2 separate regions of the Zea mays genome follow, and region 2 is linked to region 1. Evidence: chromatin contacts called from public Hi-C data. All regions are on one chromosome and are shown on one strand. The core of a region is the stretch at or near the end of the contact, and the rest is flanking DNA. Distances in the headings are between cores, read along the strand shown.

Region 1 (3,709 bases), core at 559-3,058:
GGCCTGATGGCTGCCATTTTTGGCTGCCGTTTAACGAAACCAGAACCATGGGGCTGTTACGTGCAACTCCCCTGATCCCCTCCTGAGTAGAGAGGGCAACGGGCGCGTACCCGCTGGGTACTATGTTCCCAAACCCGTACCCGTGAAATTAAAATATACCCGCTAAGAAACCCATGCCCGCAGCCGGGTACAAGTTTTTGCCCGTACCCGTGCCCACCCGGGTACCGGGTACCCGCGGGCTACCCGTGCCCGACAAGAAAGCTAATGGGCTGGGCTGCCAACCATGTTTACTAGGCTGGGCTCATTCGGATGCTAGCCAATCGTTCCTGCACTGAGGCTCTAGATTTCATAGATAGCTAATGGGCTGGGCTGCCAACCATGTTTACTAGGCCATAAAATGAACTTTTTGTTTGTTTAATAATATTATGCCGGGTTTTAGAAACCCATGGGTTTGCGGGTATGGGTACTAGGATCCCATACCCGTACCCGCGTACCCGCTGGGTTTAGCTTATCACCCATTAAGAAACCCGTGGGTTTGGATATTAGCCCGTATCCGTCCCCTAATAGGGTAAAAACCCACCGGGTTTCGGGTTTCGGGTACCCATTGCCATCTCTACTCCTGAGTCATGAACTCCTGATTGCTGAAAAAACTGAAAGTCTCAAAAGGTAAATAGGGAACACGCAAAGGCCTTCACGTTAAGAAAGCCATCAGATTTCATTACGGAATAAGTAATTAACACTGTCATCTCCTTAACTGACTAGAATAGAAGGAACCATGCATGTAATCCTCATGGAGAAGAGATGTACTCAACTAAAAGCAGGCAGCAGCCTAATACTTCTTGCTAGTATACATCTCAAAGGCATCGGCTCAACCGACATCCGCCGTCCGATCATGTGCCATCGGACATTCGGACGGACAAAAGCTCCAATCCCAACTCATCAGATGAGCCCCGAGCTCTCCAGGGCCGGGAAGCCACACTCGCCCTCAATGGCGCGCACCAGTGCCTCCAGCTCTAGCAGCGCCGCCGAGTCCGAGCCGTCGGCCCCAGCTGCCACGGCGGCGTGCGTGTGCGTCGCGGTCCACGCGCGCGCGCCCGGGCTCCTGTCCACCGGCGCTGGCGCAGCGGCGGCGCGGTCGAGCAGGAAGAAAGCGGACGTGTCCAGTGTCGGGAGCACGCACGCGGGCGCGGCGGGCGTCCAGCTGGGCGCGGCGACGGCGGCAGCGGGGGAGGAGGAGGAGGAGGGCCCAGGGGCGGGGAGGCCGGTGATCTCCTGCACCATGCGCTGGAAGTTGGCGGGGTCGGCGGTGATGTATGTGGTCTGCGGGCGCCGCGACGGGCGCGGCTTGCGCTTGGCGACGCGGCCCCCTCTAGGTCCTCCCGCCACGGCCCGGGCGGCGGGCGGCTGGCCCGGCCTGCTGGACACCGGCGCGGGAGCTGCGTCGTGGCCGCTGGACAGGAGCTCGGAGGCGGACGAGGTCGAGGAGGACGGGGTGGACGGGGAGAAGGGCCGGGCCGCGGCGGAGCTGGCGTGGGCAGGCGCAATGGAGGCGCGGAGCGCCGAGGTGAGCGCCGAGTTCTCGAAGGCGGCCGCGGAGGTGAGGCAGCCGGGGGGCGACGAGAAGTAGCAGTGGCTGGCGCCGGCGTGGGTCCAGATTGGGTCGAGGCCGGTGCAGCGGTTTGCCGCCATGTGACGAAGGGAATGGAAGCGACTAGCGAGAGAGGGGAGGTGCAGCAGCTCGACAGCTCGCAGCTTGGAATTGGATTGGGGTGACAGGTGGTGGGGGTAGGCGTAGGCGAGGAAAGGTGAGGCGGGTAGCGGGAGGCGACGGCGGCCAGCGGGAATTTATACTGTGAGCAGCCAGCGTTGCGAGGCCGAAATGGTGGGAGCACACGGGCTGTCTACACCATCATTTTCAGTAGAATCTTTCGAAACATTAGCATAGCAGCATTTGAGAGACGCAGGTGAGCTAAAATTGGCCCTAATGTCTTGCCTCCTTGTTGTTTGTGGAACACAAGGTGTCTTTAGAAATTCTAGGGCGCGAAACAAATGATGTATTTAACTACCTCTTGATCATAGGAAGACATTCGTGATATAACCATACTTGATACTTTGGTTATATATGTATGCCGATCTAATCATTTTTTAAACTCGGTTTTAAAAAGGATTACACTTTATCTCTTATAACTCAAGACAAATTTGAATGTTGGAATAGTTCTTTCCTTTATGTTTTATGAGGACGAGTGGAGCAGAGTATAGGAGTAGGTGCACATGATTTTTTTCAAAAACAAGAAACACGAAAAAGAAAACATAAGCAGCTGATGAGGCCTCTACGTAGTAGTAGGGGTTCAGGGTGTGCGTAGCGATGGGTGCGGAAGAGGAAAGCGAAAGGAGAGGACCGGACGGTGGAGTGGGGCCCTACGGAAACCGCGTCGCTGCCGCGCTTGCGGTGGCTGCCGGCTGGCCATCCGCCCATCCCATTCCCATCACATGCGGACGCCGTGCCGTGCCGGTGGGCTGCGGCCGGCGGCCGCTGAGGTGCGGGCCCCACCTAGGTACCCGTCTGGCTGGGTCCACCGCTCGCTCATCGTCATCTCCTGTCCGCAAAGGATCCCCGCCGCCGCATGCGCCTTTTCCCGTGCGTCACTGAGGGCGCTTGCATTGCATGGAAAGCCAGCGTCGTCGACGACCACGGTCGGTCGGTCCACCGCTGCCTCGATCGGCGGGCACACTTGTTGGGTCCACCCCCTGCCACTCTTGTTGCCCAAGCTCAGCACGGGTCCCCGTGCAGGGAGTCTCCTTGTACGGAGCAGTGACCATAGTCCACAGCCAGGTCAATTTTATGCGGTTGTACTGGTACGGCCTAAACCGCAAAAGAAAGGCGCTTCTGTCGCGATCAAAAGCGAGTTGTGTGAACGCATGAGCAGCCAAATTCTGAACCCTTTTGAAATGGTCGTCGGGAGGTCCATGCAAAGCCGCGTTGTCAGAGTCGGGTGGGCCACGCCACACGTAGGCGTCTAGCCAATCGATGAGATTCCGCGCCGGTGGATCTTCAAGGCTTCAAGACAGAACTCTACTCCAGGGTAAGGATATGAATAAATAATAGTGAGTAATTATATATTAGATATGGATATATTGACATTTATTATCCATATGTACAAGTATGGATATAATAAAATATCTATAGATATTATTTTGCATATATATATCATATCTTTATATCTGTTATCTGACATGTGGGCCATTCGAATTCAATACACTATCTCCAATTTACATCTATGATATATTGATTGATGCTACTGGATTGATGAAATTGTTAAATTTTGTTAAAACTATTGTTTGGTGCTGAATGTTGATATTATTTATCAATATTCGAGTTTGATCTATTTAAAATGGTTGAGATTTGATCCGTATTCGATTTCGAGTATTCAGTATCTAATTTATATTAGTATTCTTATACTCAAAGTTGGATGTTTAAGATGTCGATAATATACATATCTGATTCGAAGAGAAAATACGAAAACAAATATGGAAAAAGCAATATCAGTCCATATCTGATTCGATTACACTCCTAGACCTAGGATCCAATTGGGCTAGGTTAGGTCACTTGATGTGGTGGTGTCCCAGCCACGCCACATCCCATGTTAAAATGGATCGACGGAGGTTGCGAAACGATGGGTCAATTTCGAGATGAACCGACCTGGCTCTC
Region 2 (3,979 bases), core at 1,257-3,756, 160 kb after region 1:
AGTCTCAGTACTGTACAGACGAACGGACACAAGAAGATGCAGATCCTTTGACCATCCCAGTTTTTTTCACCATAAGGCCCCTTAGGGAGAAAGCACCGACTTGTCTTTCGGAGAGAATAATCCGAAGATAAATCTTTCTACAGAATCAGTAAACAAGCTGGGGCTCAAATTCAGCAAAATCAACCGAGCCGGACTCAATGGGGGGCATGAGGTATGCAGCAATGATCTCAGACACCAGAGCGGCAACGAGAGGAATCCTCTTCATGTTCTTCACTAGGGGAATGTCATCTGATTTTCCGATAGCAATGATCTTCTGGTTGATCTCAACCATCCTGTCAAGCTTCCTCTTGAATTCAGGGTTCTCGACATCCAGAACAGCAGGGAAGATCCTTGCTGTTGTGCGGTTGGTCTGCACAGGTATGAAATATTTTTACATTGTCAGTAGCAGCCTTAGTTCACACCAGCATTTCTAGAAGCAGTTCATATATTCTCCTAAGCTTTCAGGATTTCTAACAGAGTTTCATGTAAATTCCTAATCTTTTGTAACAATATTGTTGTGATGTTCAGCATGAAATATAGTAAACAGGTGGAAATTAAATGATGAAATGCAGTTCATTTATACCTCAATGATCACATGCATGTCAAATTCTTTCGTGTTCAGACCAATTCCCTCATAGAATGTAGTCCGTTGGCAGTCATTCAGGTACATGGTCACATACACCTGCAAAAGGTCAAGTAACACAGCTATCAGCAATGGGGCACAACAACCTTTGGAGTTAATCGATCTACATACATAGCAAAAGAATAGCTCGAAAAATTACCGAGAGGCAGAAGAACCGTGACCAGAGCTTGGCCTTCCAGTCATTGAGGAACTGCGGCTGAGCCTTCAGCAGGGCAGAGAAGAAGTCACCATGCCTGTTCTCGTCCTGGCACCAGTTCTCGAAGTACTTGAAGATGGGGTACACCTGGTACTCTGGGTTCGCCTTGAGGTGCCTGAAGATGGTGATGTACCTCCAGTACCCAATCTTCTCGGACAGGTAGGTGGCATAGAAGATGAACTTGGGCTTGAAGAAGGTGTACTTCCTAGCCTTGGTGAGGAACCCCAGGTCCAGCGCCAAGTTGAAGTCAGACAGACCCTTGTTCAAAAACCTACACAGTGCAAATCACATGAAACTTTCAGCTGAATTTCTCCATGCCCTCATCATTACCCTAGAGCCTCAAATTGAACACAATCAGGAAAACATGCATGCCTGAATTCTTATGGGCAGTTGCTGGAAGCAACCCCCAATTCATTGACATAATTAATACTACCGACTACATTGAAAAATGAGTATTTTGTTTGCTCATGTAACCAGGCTCGTTTAAATTATTTCTGCAAACTTAGAATATCCGCATTCCTTGTCAAATTGAGGTAGCAACACTGACATAAGTGTTCATGGGACAGGCAAACAATTATATTTCCTAATCTTTATAAGGATGCATTTTTTTTGGCTACTAATTGCACGCATTGTTATTGGATTGCATGAAAAGAGATAAGGTTCGTACCCAGCATGGCGCGCCTCGTCCCTGGACATGAGCGAGAAGATCTCCGCCACGACCGGGTTAGTTTTCTGCAGAAGAAAAGCAGGGTATCAGCACACGCCCACCAGATGGTCGATGAAATGCTCCAGACGAGGCAAGGCAAGGCAAAGAAACATGAAGGAACCTTGAGCCTGCGACCGAGCTCCTTGTAGAGGAGGAAGCCGGAGAACTCAGCGGTGCAGGAGCGCTCGAGGAACTCGACGAAGATCTGGCGGTGCGGGCCCTCCATCTTGTCGGCGGCGGCCTTGAACTCGGGGTTGCGCACGAAGTGGGTCTGGTTGTAGTCCGTCTTGAACTCCTGCAGCAGCGCGTCGAACTCCGCCTGGTTGAGCTGCTTGTTGATCTCGGCGTTGAAGAGGCGCTCCATCTCGTCGAAGTCGGTGGTGTAGAAGCGGGGAGTGAGCAGCGTCTCCTGGATCTCCGTCTTGCCCCGCTTGTTGGGGCCCGAGGACTTGGGCGGCGCGGCGGCCGCGGACACGCGGAAGCGTACCACGGAGCGCCGGGCGAGGGGCAGGCCGACGAGGCCGCCTCGGTGGCGGTGCGTCGCGGCGGGGTTGACGAGCGAGAGCTCCATGGCGGAGGAGGCCATTGGTGGCGACTGGCGACGAGCTGGGCGGTGGTGACTGGCGAGGACTGGGCAGCCGGAGCGAGCTGTTCGGGGAGTAGGCGTATATGCGGTGCGCTCATGAAGTCATGCTGCGGGATGGCGACGAGCTGGGCGGTGGTGACATGGCAGCGGGGATTGCGAGCGGTGACAGATAACTAGATAAGGCTAGCCGCACTTGCTACCGGACACGCGAACGCTAAAGCATAGCGTAGAAATTTTTGCTGTAGCGGGCGACTGGACGAGATACTCTATGCACTGTAGCGTACGAGTGAACGCTACTTCGAGCGTGCGTAACGCTAAACCGATAGAATATGCATGCATGCACGAGCGTGCGTACTGGGTGAATGGTCTATCCACTGTGCGCGACAGCGACCCGCCGATGATGGATTTTTTTTGGATAAAAAAGTGTGAGAAAAATGATATAATATGTGGTAGTTGGTATAGGATAGATAAAAAAAGTGGCGAATGGCGATGAGGTGTAATCCGGGGCTTCTAATCGCCGCGCGCCATGTGTGACTGTGTGGGGGTCTGAGAGGGAGCCCAATCAACCATTCTAGCCGCACGCTTCTCGCACTATTTCCCTCCCTCTCCGTGATTTTCCTATTCTTCATTTCTCCAGGCAACAATAGAACCTATTTTATTTGGGATGAGCTGGGCGGCCGCTCTGGCCCCCAAATTGTTGGGCCTCCCTCAAGTATGTAGTTAAGTATAGTATTGATTAATTTAATCAGCTCAAATGTTTCATTAGTTGATCGGCTCAAAACATGGACAGCCCAGCCTCTCGTACAGGCCACAACTCACGCAGTCGTGCTACGAGCCTACGGCCATCACGACTTCACGTCCGTGTACCATATACGCTTCACCAAATCGCCAATTAACCTAATTCGTAGACCCTGCGTGCCGGTGCCGCCGTTCTCCGTTCACGCCTTCTCAGTTCTAAGCTGAATATGCGTTGTTTGTAATTTTAACATATTTGACCACATTTGTATCACTTGGTATTTTTTATTTCGCAAAGTTTTGAAATATTTTGAAAGCCTTTTCTATTTGCAAGCATTTCTTAAGTTCGAAAATTTCTCTCATTTTTTCAAATGCTTTTGTTTTGGTCAAAATAGCTACCTTTTTCAAGTGTGCCATAAAAGATTTCTTGTCCCTTGACTTAGTCGTCATAATTATTAGGGGTCTAATATGAGTAGGACTCAAAAAGTACTAATATGACAAAGATGTTACTAGAATATATAGGATAGACAAGTTAGATTCTTTAGTAGATAGGATAACATCCCAACATACAAGACAAAGTCATAAGCAGATAAGACAAGAATCTAATGGATAAGGAAGGCAGACTTATAATTATAGAAAGTTGGATTCTCAAAGGACTAGGTTACCAAATTAGATCTATCATGTAACATACTTGTATTCACACCTACAGCATCCCACCTACTTAGACTATATAAGGAGAGGTGGGGGAGCCCCAAGAGCACAAACTAGAACATAACAGATCAATAACCACCAAAACACCGGGTGTCAGAAATTATCTCACGACAAGATCCCTAATACCCACGACGAGAGCCCTAATACTTACGACGAGAGCCTGAACCACCCTAACCCATAAATTCACTATGGGGAAATCCTCGATAGAGGAATTTGAAGCCCAACCTATAGAAGCATCTAAGCAGCAGGAGTTTGCTAAGGAAGGCAAGTGTCTCCTTGATCATGTTGTTTGACCTATATAATATTTAGTGGATTGTTCTCACCTGTGCATTGCATAATTAGGTTAACCAGACGGGACCTAAT

The links. A called contact is a pair of places that touch in the nucleus more often than the background predicts.
Region 2: a contact with region 1 is called in a Hi-C map of bundle sheath, with 3 times the contacts expected there. The contact joins the promoter of LOC103650025 here to the promoter of LOC100280416 in region 1. A contact is called at or near these places in 7 of 25 Hi-C or Micro-C datasets (bundle sheath, ear, endosperm and 2 more).

The regions. Positions count from the first base shown.
Region 1 is chr3:45,015,398-45,019,106 of Zm-B73-REFERENCE-NAM-5.0, forward strand. It overlaps LOC100280416, which reads right to left and starts at 1,809. Exons shown (of 1, transcript NM_001153339.2): 1 at 673-1,809. The coding sequence starts at 1,689. The coding sequence ends at 940.
Region 2 is chr3:45,171,835-45,175,813 of Zm-B73-REFERENCE-NAM-5.0, forward strand. LOC103650025 (magnesium-protoporphyrin IX monomethyl ester [oxidative] cyclase, chloroplastic) reads right to left here and starts at 2,507. Exons shown (of 5, transcript XM_020550194.3): 1 at 1,706-2,507; 2 at 1,546-1,610; 3 at 822-1,149; 4 at 623-721; 5 at 1-409. The coding sequence starts at 2,170. The coding sequence ends at 146.